Regions from separate parts of the Mus musculus genome. Here all the other regions are linked to region 4. A link is a contact called in public HiChIP or PLAC-seq data. All regions are on one chromosome and are shown on one strand. The core of a region is the stretch at or near the end of the contact, and the rest is flanking DNA. Distances in the headings are between cores, read along the strand shown. Region 1 has its middle 26 kb from the start of Mir8120. Region 2 has its middle 23 kb from the start of Gm34924. Region 3 overlaps Gm34576 (a long non-coding RNA gene). Region 4 has its middle 16 kb from the start of Ccnl1.

What was found. HiChIP or PLAC-seq counts read pairs in DNA pulled down with a chosen protein or histone mark.
Region 1: a contact with region 4 is called in a FOXA1 HiChIP or PLAC-seq map of pancreatic cancer cells. The contact joins two enhancer-like sites. A contact is called at or near these places in 2 of 115 datasets of contacts at active chromatin or transcription factors (embryonic stem cells and pancreatic cancer cells).
Region 2: a FOXA1 HiChIP or PLAC-seq map of pancreatic cancer cells shows a contact between it and region 4. The contact joins two enhancer-like sites. A contact is called at or near these places in 2 of 115 datasets of contacts at active chromatin or transcription factors (bone marrow-derived macrophages and pancreatic cancer cells).
Region 3: a contact with region 4 is called in an H3K27ac HiChIP or PLAC-seq map of embryonic stem cells, with 4 times the contacts expected there. The contact joins two enhancer-like sites. A contact is called at or near these places in 6 of 115 datasets of contacts at active chromatin or transcription factors (the NIH/3T3 cell line, astrocytes, bone marrow-derived macrophages and 1 more).

The regions. Positions count from the first base shown.
Region 1 is chr3:65,632,390-65,635,089 of GRCm38.p6, forward strand. No RefSeq gene overlaps it. Among named protein-coding and RNA genes, the nearest start is that of Mir8120, 26 kb to the right of the region's middle. Within about 2 kb of position 1,427, at least 24 of the 459 cell types and tissues checked have an H3K27ac peak or open chromatin away from gene starts, as enhancers often do. A contact at or near this core is called in pancreatic cancer cells, where this site is marked.
Region 2 is chr3:65,602,438-65,605,137 of GRCm38.p6, forward strand. No RefSeq gene overlaps it. Among named protein-coding and RNA genes, the nearest start is that of Gm34924, 23 kb to the left of the region's middle. Within about 2 kb of position 1,269, at least 39 of the 459 cell types and tissues checked have an H3K27ac peak or open chromatin away from gene starts, as enhancers often do. A contact at or near this core is called in pancreatic cancer cells, where this site is marked.
Region 3 is chr3:65,468,106-65,470,805 of GRCm38.p6, forward strand. The region is part of intron 2 of Gm34576 (a long non-coding RNA gene); the gene reads left to right. Among named protein-coding and RNA genes, the nearest start is that of Gm34576, 20 kb to the left of the region's middle. Within about 2 kb of position 1,411, at least 24 of the 459 cell types and tissues checked have an H3K27ac peak or open chromatin away from gene starts, as enhancers often do. A contact at or near this core is called in embryonic stem cells, where this site is marked.
Region 4 is chr3:65,973,290-65,975,989 of GRCm38.p6, forward strand. No RefSeq gene overlaps it. Among named protein-coding and RNA genes, the nearest start is that of Ccnl1, 16 kb to the left of the region's middle. Within about 2 kb of position 1,277, at least 437 of the 459 cell types and tissues checked have an H3K27ac peak or open chromatin away from gene starts, as enhancers often do. A contact at or near this core is called in embryonic stem cells and pancreatic cancer cells, where this site is marked.

The DNA.
Region 1 (2,700 bases), core at 177-2,676, 340 kb before region 4:
GTTGGTGGGATTGCAAGCTTGTACAACTACTCTGGAAATCAGTCTGGCGGTTCCTCAGAAAATTGGACATAGTACTACCAGAGGATCCCACAATACCTCTCCTGAGCATATATCTAGAAGATGTTCCAACTGGTAAGAAGGACACATGCTCCACTATGTTCATAGCAGCCTTATTTATAATAGCCAGAAGCTGGAAAGGACCCAGATGTCCTTCAACAGAGGAATGGATACAGAAAATGTGGTACATTTACACAATGGAGTATTACTCTGCTATTAAAAAGAATGAATTTATGAAATTCCTAGGCAAATGGATGGACCTGGAGGGCATCATCCTGAGTGAGGTAACCCAATCACAAAAGAACTCACATGATATGTACTCACTGATAAGTGGATATTAACCCAGAAACTTAGAATACCCAAGATACAATTTGCAAAACACATGAAACTCAAGAAGAGCGAAGACCAAAGTGTGGACACTTTGCCCCTTCTTAGAATTGGGAACAAAACACCCATGGAAGGAGTTACAGAGACAAAGTTTGGAGGTGAGACAAAAGGATGGACCATCTAGAGACTGCCATATCTGGGGATCCATCCCATAATCAGCCTCCAAACGCAGACACCATTGCATATGCCAGCAAGATTTTGCTGAATAGACCCTGATATAGCTGTCTCTTGTGGGGCTATGCCGGTGCCTGGCAAACACAGAAGTGGATGCTCACAGTCAGCTATTGGATGGAACACAGGGCCCCCACTGGAGGAGCTAGAGAAAGTACTCAAGGAGCTGAAGGGGTCTGCAACCCTATAGGTAGAACAACAATATGAACTAACTAGTACCCCCAGAGCTCGTGTCTCTAGCTGCATATGTAGCAGAAGATGGCCTAGTTGGCCATCACTGGAAAGAGAGGCCCCTTGGTCTTGTATACTTTATATGCCCCAGTACAGGGGAACGCCAGGGCCAAGAAGTGGGAGTGCGTGGGTAGGGGAGTGGGGGGTGTTATGGGAGACTTTTGGGGTAGCATTTTAAATGTAAATGAAGAAAATACCTCATAAAACAAACAAACAAACAAAACAAACGTTTTGTAGTCTCAAGTTTCCTAGTCTTAAATACAGTACACATACGATTTTGGTCCAGTGAACAATGATATGGAGAAGAGAAAGAGTCATTGCCAGCCAGGCAGTGGTGGTGTAGGCCTTTAATTCCAGCACTCAGGAGCCAGAGGCAGGCAGATTTCTGAGTTCGAGGCCAGCCTGGTCTACAAAGTGAGTTTCAGGACAGCCAGGGCTACACAGAGAAACCCTGTCTGGAAAGAACCAAAAAAAAAAAAAAAAAAAAAAAACCAGCCCAACAAACAAAAAAGAGCCATTGCCTTTACCGTGGCTCTGAGTCATTCCACGTCATCCATTATCAATGCTGTGGTTGAACAGATGGATTCCAGCACAACTGGCTTCCCTTTGGATCCAGTCATTCTTTGAAAAGAAGATTTTAAAGCATAAATCCTGATAGAACCTTTGAAACCATTTGGTGTTCCTGTGCATAGATTAAAGAACTGTAGACAATATTACCCACGGATTTTTTTTTCTTCAGCAAGCCACACTCCTTGTGCAAAGGAATGCAAACTATTTAGACCAGCACCATAGAAGAGAAATATAATGTAAACAAGCTCGAGGCACATTTATGATCTTAAGCTTCCAGATAGCCACACTGTAAAAAGCAAAAGGATAAAGTCAAGCTTAATATCTTTTATTTAGTTTGTTACACCCCAAATATTACCATGCTTGCTTATTCACAAGCAATAATCAAGGATTACTGAGCTGCGTGCATTTGGGTTGAGTTTTCAACATGATGTTTTGGAAATATGCTACGTATTTTTAAGACTGGGGATGCAGCTCAGTGGTGGAGTGTTTGCGTGCACCGAGTCCTGCATTTGATTCCTACTACTAGAAAAAGAAAATTCTACTGACTGTGTATTTTACATCAGTGCAGAAGACAGACCCCTGTCTCTTCCTGGTCAGTAGCTACCAGGGCTTATGGCTGCCTGTACTAGATGGTGCACCTTGGAGATGCAAAAGGTTAGAAGATGTGGGCGAGGCTAATGAACTTGGGAGGGAAGTAGGGACAAATACAACAGGTTTGGCACGCTGGAAATTCTTTGATGATCCAGGAAATGGTGATGTTACCAGGACATCAGCTCATGCTGCCAAAATGGCAGCTCTGCAGGTGATTTATTAAGATGCACAAATAACCCAACAGAATGATCCCACTTCAATAAACGTCTTTTTTACTTCTGCTTGCTTGTTTTTTTCTTTTTTTCTCTTTCTTGAAGCAGACTGACAATCCAGTGTAAGGAAAGCTGGGGTGTAGGGTGACACAAATTATGCCCAATGATTATAATCATCTTGCTCTCGTAACCACACCTAGAGCAAAGGATCTGGCAATTTTATGGTGTGGAACTGAAGCAGCCTCCGGCCCCTTGGGGGTAGACACACAAAATAGAGGTTTCTGAGGTGCATTCCTGTGTTTTACAGATGGACGAGGAGGAGGCTGCAGAGAGCCTGAGGGCAGAAACTGTCTGGACAGACCACGCTATCAAAGAGCATTGGAAAGGCTGCTCTGCATCCTGTCCAGTTTCACACACAGTTCCTGGATGTCTCTCTGGGACCCCCAAAGGGCTCTACCACTGGGCTACTGATTCTACTTCT
Region 2 (2,700 bases), core at 19-2,518, 370 kb before region 4:
GTTTATTTTATTGTTTATTTTAAGACAATTCACTATCTTTTATCACTACAAGGGTGGTCAAAGGTTGCCACCCAATTAAAATTACAAGGTATTAAAAGATAAGTAGCCCCCAACATTTATGTGGAATGAAGAACAACTTAAAATAGGTTTTTAAAACCTAAAACTAGGTCTACATATGCTATTTGGACTCTCCATAATGTGACTCAATGTATATAAATGCTGAGAGTTGTAGGTTTTCTGTTCTTCACTTTGGAGAGACCATGATTCTTCATGGTTGGGTAAGGAAACCAAACTTTGGGAATTTAAAGGATGGATGTGGGTGGTGGTAAGAATTGTATGGTCTTATTTTGGGACAGAAAGTAAGATTTGGCTTCACCTTTATTTCTTCTTCTGCCCTTTGTTATTACTTCAGTGACTCTGGCTGTCACTGTCTCCTTCCCTTGTGAGAGAACAGAAGAAACTTGCCATCAGTTTCCTGTCTGAAGGGGGCTTTGGCCCAAGAAGTCCTCTTATAGAATTGTCTGGCTTGCCTTTTTCTCCTCATCATGTTCTGTAGTAAAGGTTTTTGAAAGCCAGGGAAACAAAACTTCTCCAGCTTATCTCCTGAAGACAGAAAACATTCGGTTGCACCACGCTGTGAACACTTTAGGGCTTGAGTCTCATTCCAGAAGCATGGTGAGCTTCGCTACTTAAGATAGAAATTTCCCCGCTGTGTTCCTTCGGCAAGCAAACGGAAGATGTTGTGAGATCCTGAGCTCTGTGTAGACTCTAGCTTTTAATGCTCAGCGGTTGAAACTGCTACGCAAGAAGTCATTCTATTGGGTGTTTGGAAAAGATCCACTGAACAGCATCTTCCTAAATACGGTTGAAAGAAAGCAGGTTCCAAGTTAACAAGGTCAAAGCATGCTTGGAATGAGGCTTAATCAATTGTTTGGAAGCTACCACTTGCTAAACAGAAGGCTGAGGTTCACTGCATTAGTAGCTTCAAGGGTTCCTGAAACCCTCTGGATGTGATGACAGATGTTCAAGAACTTAATGCTTCTTGAGTGTGGTGCTGGTCAGATGTTGTAACTCAAGCCAGGTGAGTCATGTAGCAGCACATGACTGATAGGCAACTTCTGAACATTCTCAGCTAGGAAAAAAAAAATCTGACAATTTACAAAAAAAAAAAAAAAAAAAAAAAAAAAGAGGCCTAGTGGTACTCACAGTCATTCCACAAACACCTCACGTTGTGAAAGTTTCGGTTCTCAGTGAATGAGACCCTTGTGAATGAATGATTTTCTACTCCTGTGACTCATACTACATAAGACTATCTGTCATAGTTCTATTAACAGTCATACTGTGTTCTCTGGGATAAATATATATCCATTTAATGAGGGCATGGAGGAATGTGCAGCATTAAACAAATCTTATAGTAAAAAATACTCCTTGCCATCTGCCTGCTTTCTGGAGGTGGTTTTATTCTTATATTATTGCTGTTTCCTGTATCTTTTACTCTCAACGCCCCGCACTCTGGAAAGATTACTCATCCTTAACTTGAAATAATCCTTTAACTCTTTCACTGCCCAGCATCTTTTAAGCTTCTCCTAACTGAAGGAATGAGACACTCCACAACCAGGCACATAAAATTGAAACATACATAAGGCAATTCTCCCTTTTAAAGCCACCATTGACTTTATGCTGAAAATTACATGTCTGATAGATAACACCTCACTTACTATGAAAATAGCAATTTCAAATAGGTGATCCTAATTTTCTGTCTTTTTCTTCCAGTGTTTCAGTTCTGTATGTGTTATCCATTTTGATACCATCTGCAGCTTTTTAAAGGTTCTGGAGTTCTTAGTTCTTTATTCTTTTGTGTTGCAGGTTGGGAAATTTCTATCTGATCATCTGCAAATTCACTAGCTCCTTCCCTCACTGTTATCAGTAGATGTCCTGGAAGGCCAAACTCCTGGAATACAGGCCACCGACATCTCAGGGTGGGTCAGAAAACTCTAGGATTTCCCCTCCCCTATACTCTATCACTTCACAACAACCCTTTAATGGGTTACAATGGAAAGAAATGTAGGCGCCAGACACTGTCTGAGGGGCAGAGAGAGCCAAGGCTAAGAGAGGAGTTAGGAACAAGGGCACTAAAATATCTGAATCATTTGGAATTTATACAAGCTCTACGTGAAGTTCTGCTGTAAGCCAGATTAGTAGACATGCTCATTAAAGGCTTGTTTTACCTCAGAACCTACTATAGGTACAACCAGGTACCTGGTGTTTAGCCAGAGATTTCAGGTTATACTAAAAGAAAAGAAAAAAGAAAGGAAAAAGAAAGATACACTGTGAAGATATTCAGTAGCCACCAAAGCCAGCTTTAGATATGACATAGATGTTGGAATAACCAAAGAACTTAAAACATATTGATTAACATATCAAGGTCATTACTGGAAAAATGGACAGCATGGACCATCTGGTTAGTAATGTCATCAAAGAAAAAACTTGGGTTGGAGCAATTAAGAGCACTGGCTACCCTTATAGAGGACCCGGTTCCCAGCACCCACATGGTGGCTCACAACTATCTGAAACTCCAGTTCCAGGGGATCTGATGCCTTCTTCTGACTTTCATGGGTACCAGGCACACATGTGGCACATACACAAGAGAACACTCATATACTTTAGATAAATAGATAGATAGATAGATAGATAGATAGA
Region 3 (2,700 bases), core at 161-2,660, 510 kb before region 4:
GCCTGCCCGTTTCTCTGTGCACCGCATGTGTGGCCAGTGTCTGAAGGGCCAGATATCATATCCTCTGTAACTGCACTTTCAGATGGTTGTGAGCCACCATGTGTGGATGTTTAAATCAAATTCAGGTCCTCGGGAAGAGAGAGCAGCAAACGCTCTCAACCCCTAATCTCTTCCCAGCCCTTAGCAAACATATTGTTTAAAGCCAAAATATTAAACACTGCCTCCTTATTCATCCTTCGTTGGCACTATGATTCCAAATTCAGAGATGAAATAAATGAAGTTAAGAAATTTGTATATGACCAGGCACACTGGTGGCACATGCCTTTAGTCCTAGCACTTGGGAGGCAAAACCAGGCACATCTCTGAGTTCAAGACCAGCTGGTCTACAGAGTGAGTTCCAGCCAGGGCTACATAGAGAAACTTTGTCTCAATGGAGGTGCAGAGGTGGGAAGAAAGTTGTGAGTCCTGAAGCAAATATGCCCTAGAACTGTGTGCTAATCTCAAACCCACACAATTTTCTCCACTACTTCCTTTCACATGCCAGAAACTGAAATATGAGCATTACTTGTTACCAAAAAAGGCAAAAAGCACAGACTTTGGAATCAAATATAGCTAGGTTTAATTTCATTCTGTTGTTTCCTACCTATGTGGCCTGGGAAATAGGTCTCAAGTAGTTTCTCTTATTTAGAAAATGGGAGTCATAATAGTCTCCTTGATGAAATTGCTACGTGAACATAAAAAAGAGTTTGATACATGCAAATGTTACCCATATAATTATGATGGCTTTTTAACATTAATTTTAAATTTCAGATAATGGCCAAGAACCCAACAAATGAAAGGACTAAAATATCCAGTTACTATTAGAATGACACAAAAAAATATAAATTAATCCTTTTTATAAATTTTCACTGATACTTTCTGTAAATTTTTATTAAAACTTATTCTTGCCAGGACAGTTAGGGGTGAAGAGCTGGTGTGACCCAACGCTATGAGTTTGCATCTCAGTGGGTGCAAAGAAAGGTTTGTTGTAGGAGCAGGGACACAGTGGTGTGTCTGGGCAAACAGACTCATACAGGAAAAGATTCCTCATTCCAGGGGAGAGGAGCACACTGGAGCGTGTTCAGCTGAGGTCATACTTCATACACTGTATGTTCAAACTACGGCAGAACGTTTACTGTTACAAAGAGCCAAGCTTCACTCTAGGTAAGCGAAAAGTGGTGGGGTGAAATGACTCAGCAGTTCTCACCAGTTGCTTTTGCCTCCCCTGGAGGGCCCTGACCTGAAACAAAAGCTAACTTGGACAACTTGACACAAGCTGGGACCATCTGGCAAGATAAAACCTCAATGGAGAACATACTTCCAAATTGGCAGGTTGACAGGTCTGTGGGGCATTTTCTTGATAAATGATTGATGTGAGAGAGCCCAACCCATTATGAGTGGTGGCTCCCCTGGGCAGCTGGTACTATGATATATAGGGAAGCAGACTGAGCAAGTCATGGGAGCAAACCAGTAAGCAGCATTCCTCCATGTCCTCTGCTACAGCTTCTGCCTCCAGGCTCCTGCCTTGGGTTCCTAATCTGACTTTCCTCAGTGATGAATTATAAACTGTAAGCTAAAATAAACTATTCCCTCCCCAAGTTGCTTTTGGTTGTGATGTTTTTATCACAGCAACAGAAAGGCCCTTTAAAAACAAACCATAAGGCAGTCTGTCCCTGTGAGCAAAGGTGGCTTTTGAAAGCATCTACTTAGCAGCTAACAGTGACAATGGGGAGGGGTTGGGGGAGGGGTTGGGGGAGGGGGGGGAAGACAGTTTAATTATACAACATGTTAGAAGGTCAGTGCCTGGAGAGAACAGAAGGAAGAACAAGTTTTGGTCTTATAGAAAACGCCCGTGGCAGGCTCCACTAAGACAGTGAGATTATGTTACAGATCTTGGAGTTCTTCCATGACTAGATGTCCAAATGATACCAGGAAAACTGGGGTTCCCCCTCTTAGGCTTCTTAATCTCATTGATAAAAGAATGTAAGAATGAACTCAAGCAGACGCCCAAGGTCAATTTTATTAGTACTAAAAGAAAAACTCCCAAGGGAGGCAAGCTGTAAACCTTGTAAACTCCTTAAGAGGAAGAGAGTGGAGAACAGAAGGGAAAAGGAGAAAGAATGGAAAAGAGAAGGGGGGAAGCTATGCTACCGGAGTTACCAACATGGAAGCTTGTCTCCTGGCAACAGGCAGCCATATGGTGGAGACGGGGACTTTAGAAAAACAGGAAGGAAGCCTAAAGTGTCAAGAAAAGTACTTGGGTTTTGACCAACATTCAAACAACAACAACAACAATCAAGAAACAGGAAAGTTGCACTCAAAAAGGTGGACAGACCCACCAAAGCTCACAGCAAGTCATGGTGGTCGATAGGATCTATGTGAGGGCAGGAATTCATTAAGGGAAGAAAAGGTATAATATCTCTTTTTTCTTTTCTTTTTCCCCCCCCCCCCCCCCCCCCCCGTTGGTTTTTCGAGACAGGATTTCTCTGTATAGCCCTGGCTGTCCTGGAACTCACTCTGTAGACCAGACTGGCCTCGAACACAGAAATCTGCCTGTCTCTTAGTATTTCATCAGAAGATTAATTATAATTAATTTCTTTTGCATGACTTAAGGTGAGCCTCCCTCCCTAGGGGTGGCCCCTTGGCCTGTTAATTTACCTG
Region 4 (2,700 bases), core at 27-2,526:
GGTTGTTCAGTTTTAACTTTGCAAAATAAGAGATTTACTTTTGACACGGCAGTCACTGACTTGGGTAGTAACATGGGCTGTTTCTAAAATATTTTTCCTGATTCTCACCCCCCCCCCCCCCAAAATCTTTTTTGTGACAGCAACTAGGCTAACATTGCAGCTTAGGAAGGACTGTGACATCATACTGAACAATACTCATTTTGTAACTAAAGGAAAAGACTTCCTGAAAACACATCAGAGGGTACTTTGCAAGAAATTTTAGTTGGACTTAGTTGTAAACACTGTAACATTGACCTCACTGGAGAGAAAAGTCCTGCATTGGTGATGGCTATTTTGTTTCTGTCTAGTGGCATACATACTTCAGAAACAGATGTTGCTCATCTACTGCTCCTCCAAACCATCACAAACAAGATTTTTTTTTCTACCAGTCAATAAACAATTTAGAGGTGTTTACATTCCTAAGTTTTTCAGCTACTTTAGAAATGAGTACATTGGAATACGAACAAAATTGCTTTTGGTAGTTCACACTGTTTTCATGTGTATCTTTGGATTCTCAGAAGCAACCAAGTTTCTAGTTACAGTGTTCCCGGAGATCAGTGGAGTGCTGGCTGGATTACTATTTTGTATTTAGATAAAAGGACAGTTTACACCTAAATTTTAAGATTTCAGTCGAGTGGTGATGGCTCAAGCCTTTAAATCCCAGCACTTGGGAGACAGAGGCATGCTAGATCTCTGAGTTTCAGCCACCCTGGTCTACAGAGCCCCAGAGCATCCAGAAATAGAAACACCCTGTCTTGAAAAGAGAAAAAAAAATAAATAAATATAATTGTAGGTACTGTAGTGACTCGTTTATAATGCCAATTTTACTATAGGTAGTCAGCGTGGCTCGGCTTTAAACTTAAAACCTCGACACCTAGACGTCAGCCTATAGTATTGGTAAAGCATGCTATTTTCTAGTGTGTTGTGTGGGATTTGCGGACACTCAGTCCCAACGTGGACTGTGGGAGAGAAAGCTGTTTCTGCTCTCCAGTAAAGCGTTTGGGAACATTCAAAATGCCAAGGCCATGACATCACATGTTCTTTATCTTCTTGATAGGAAAGCTGGTAAATGTTCTGGGGCAAGTGAATTTTGTAAACAGGTCATTACGAAGATATTAACAAGGTTTACGGGAGCCTGGTAAGACCTTCGTCACCACAACTCAATAGGGCACTGGAGAGATCAGGACTGGACAGCCGCACTGTGCCCCAGGGAACTGGGGGAGGCAGGGCAACTCCTTCCCCCCCACCTCCACCCAACTCGCTGACCACGTGGTACCGCAGAGCGGCAGACAAGCGACGTTAGTGTCCCCTGCCCCAGCTAGGAAAAGCCGCGGCTTTTCCGCCAGAGAGCATACGCTGGGACTAACAAGTTTCGGGTTGGGACTCATCCAGCCCCGAGGAGTGTCCACTGATCAGTTTCTGGGAAAGCCAGCAGGGAGCCGCGCTGGGCGGGGGAGAGAACCGGGTGGAGCGGAAGTGCACAAACCGGAAGCCGTCATCTAGCCCCGCCCACCCGCTCGCGCGGCGCCCTCCTCCCATCCTGTGGGCGTGTCTAACTCGCTCTCTGGCTTCTGTCCCTGCGAGCGCTGACGCTGCTCCTCTTCTGGTCCCCGCAGCGCCAGCCTCCTGTGACGCCAATAGCCGAGTCCTTATCCAGTCTGGCCGTGGGCCTCGGGGGTGGGCTGAGTGACCAGTTGCTTCTCCTGTGCCTTGGCCTCCAAGCACTTAAATTGAACAGTTTTTAGAGTTTCTTCAAACTTTAAATGTACCCATTTCTTGTGTGAAACTATTATTAATCCCCTCCCAAGCTGGGGGCTTCCGTTGAAAGGAAACAACAAGAAAATAGGTCAATTAGATGTATTTGGAAACGTTGAGCTGTATTTATGCCTTCCCTCTAAACTGGAGAGAGCGTGGAGGCTTTCTGTAAGAAGGCTGGGATAAGACACCTTAGCCTAGCTTGAAAAGATTAATGTAATTTTTAATTTTCTTTTGGATTGTCCTATCCAAGTATTGCGTCTTGAAAGGCTGGACATGAAAAGCAGCTGAGTTTTAGAGAATAGTTAATTGTCTTAAAAAGGCCAGAAGGCTAATTTAAGTGAACAAAAGCCACCGCCTTCAGGCCAACTTGAATAAGGCGCCTTTAAATAAGCGGTGTCTGAGTGTGCCCCACCCCCACCCAGGCTCTGCCTGCTTTTGTCTTTTTTCTCTTTACTACTGTTATTAGTTCACTTCCTAAATTCCCTTTTGTCTCGACTCCCCTCCCTATTGCCACTTCCTTTGTTTTGTTTTCAACACTATCAGATCTTTGGCTGCTTTCCTGATGATTGAGCTGTCCTTTTTATCCTGCCCTTTAAATCCCCACAAACCTAAATTGCAGGGTTAAAGAAAACATGTTCATAAGGGTGTCAAAAGACAAAGAATTTTCATATAGTTGTTTTGTGTATAAGTCTAGAATTGGGCAACATTTCATCTATAAAATGGGTGTTCTGATAGACGGAGGCAGAATAAGTTAGTTTTATGAAGAATGGAGTGCTGATGACCCGTGAAAGAGCAAACCGATTAGACATTTCACAGTGACTGTTCTTGTAAGGCAGGAGTGGAATTCTGACAGTTGACAAAAACAAGCAGACAAAACCCCCAAACCTAATTGGTTAACATTAT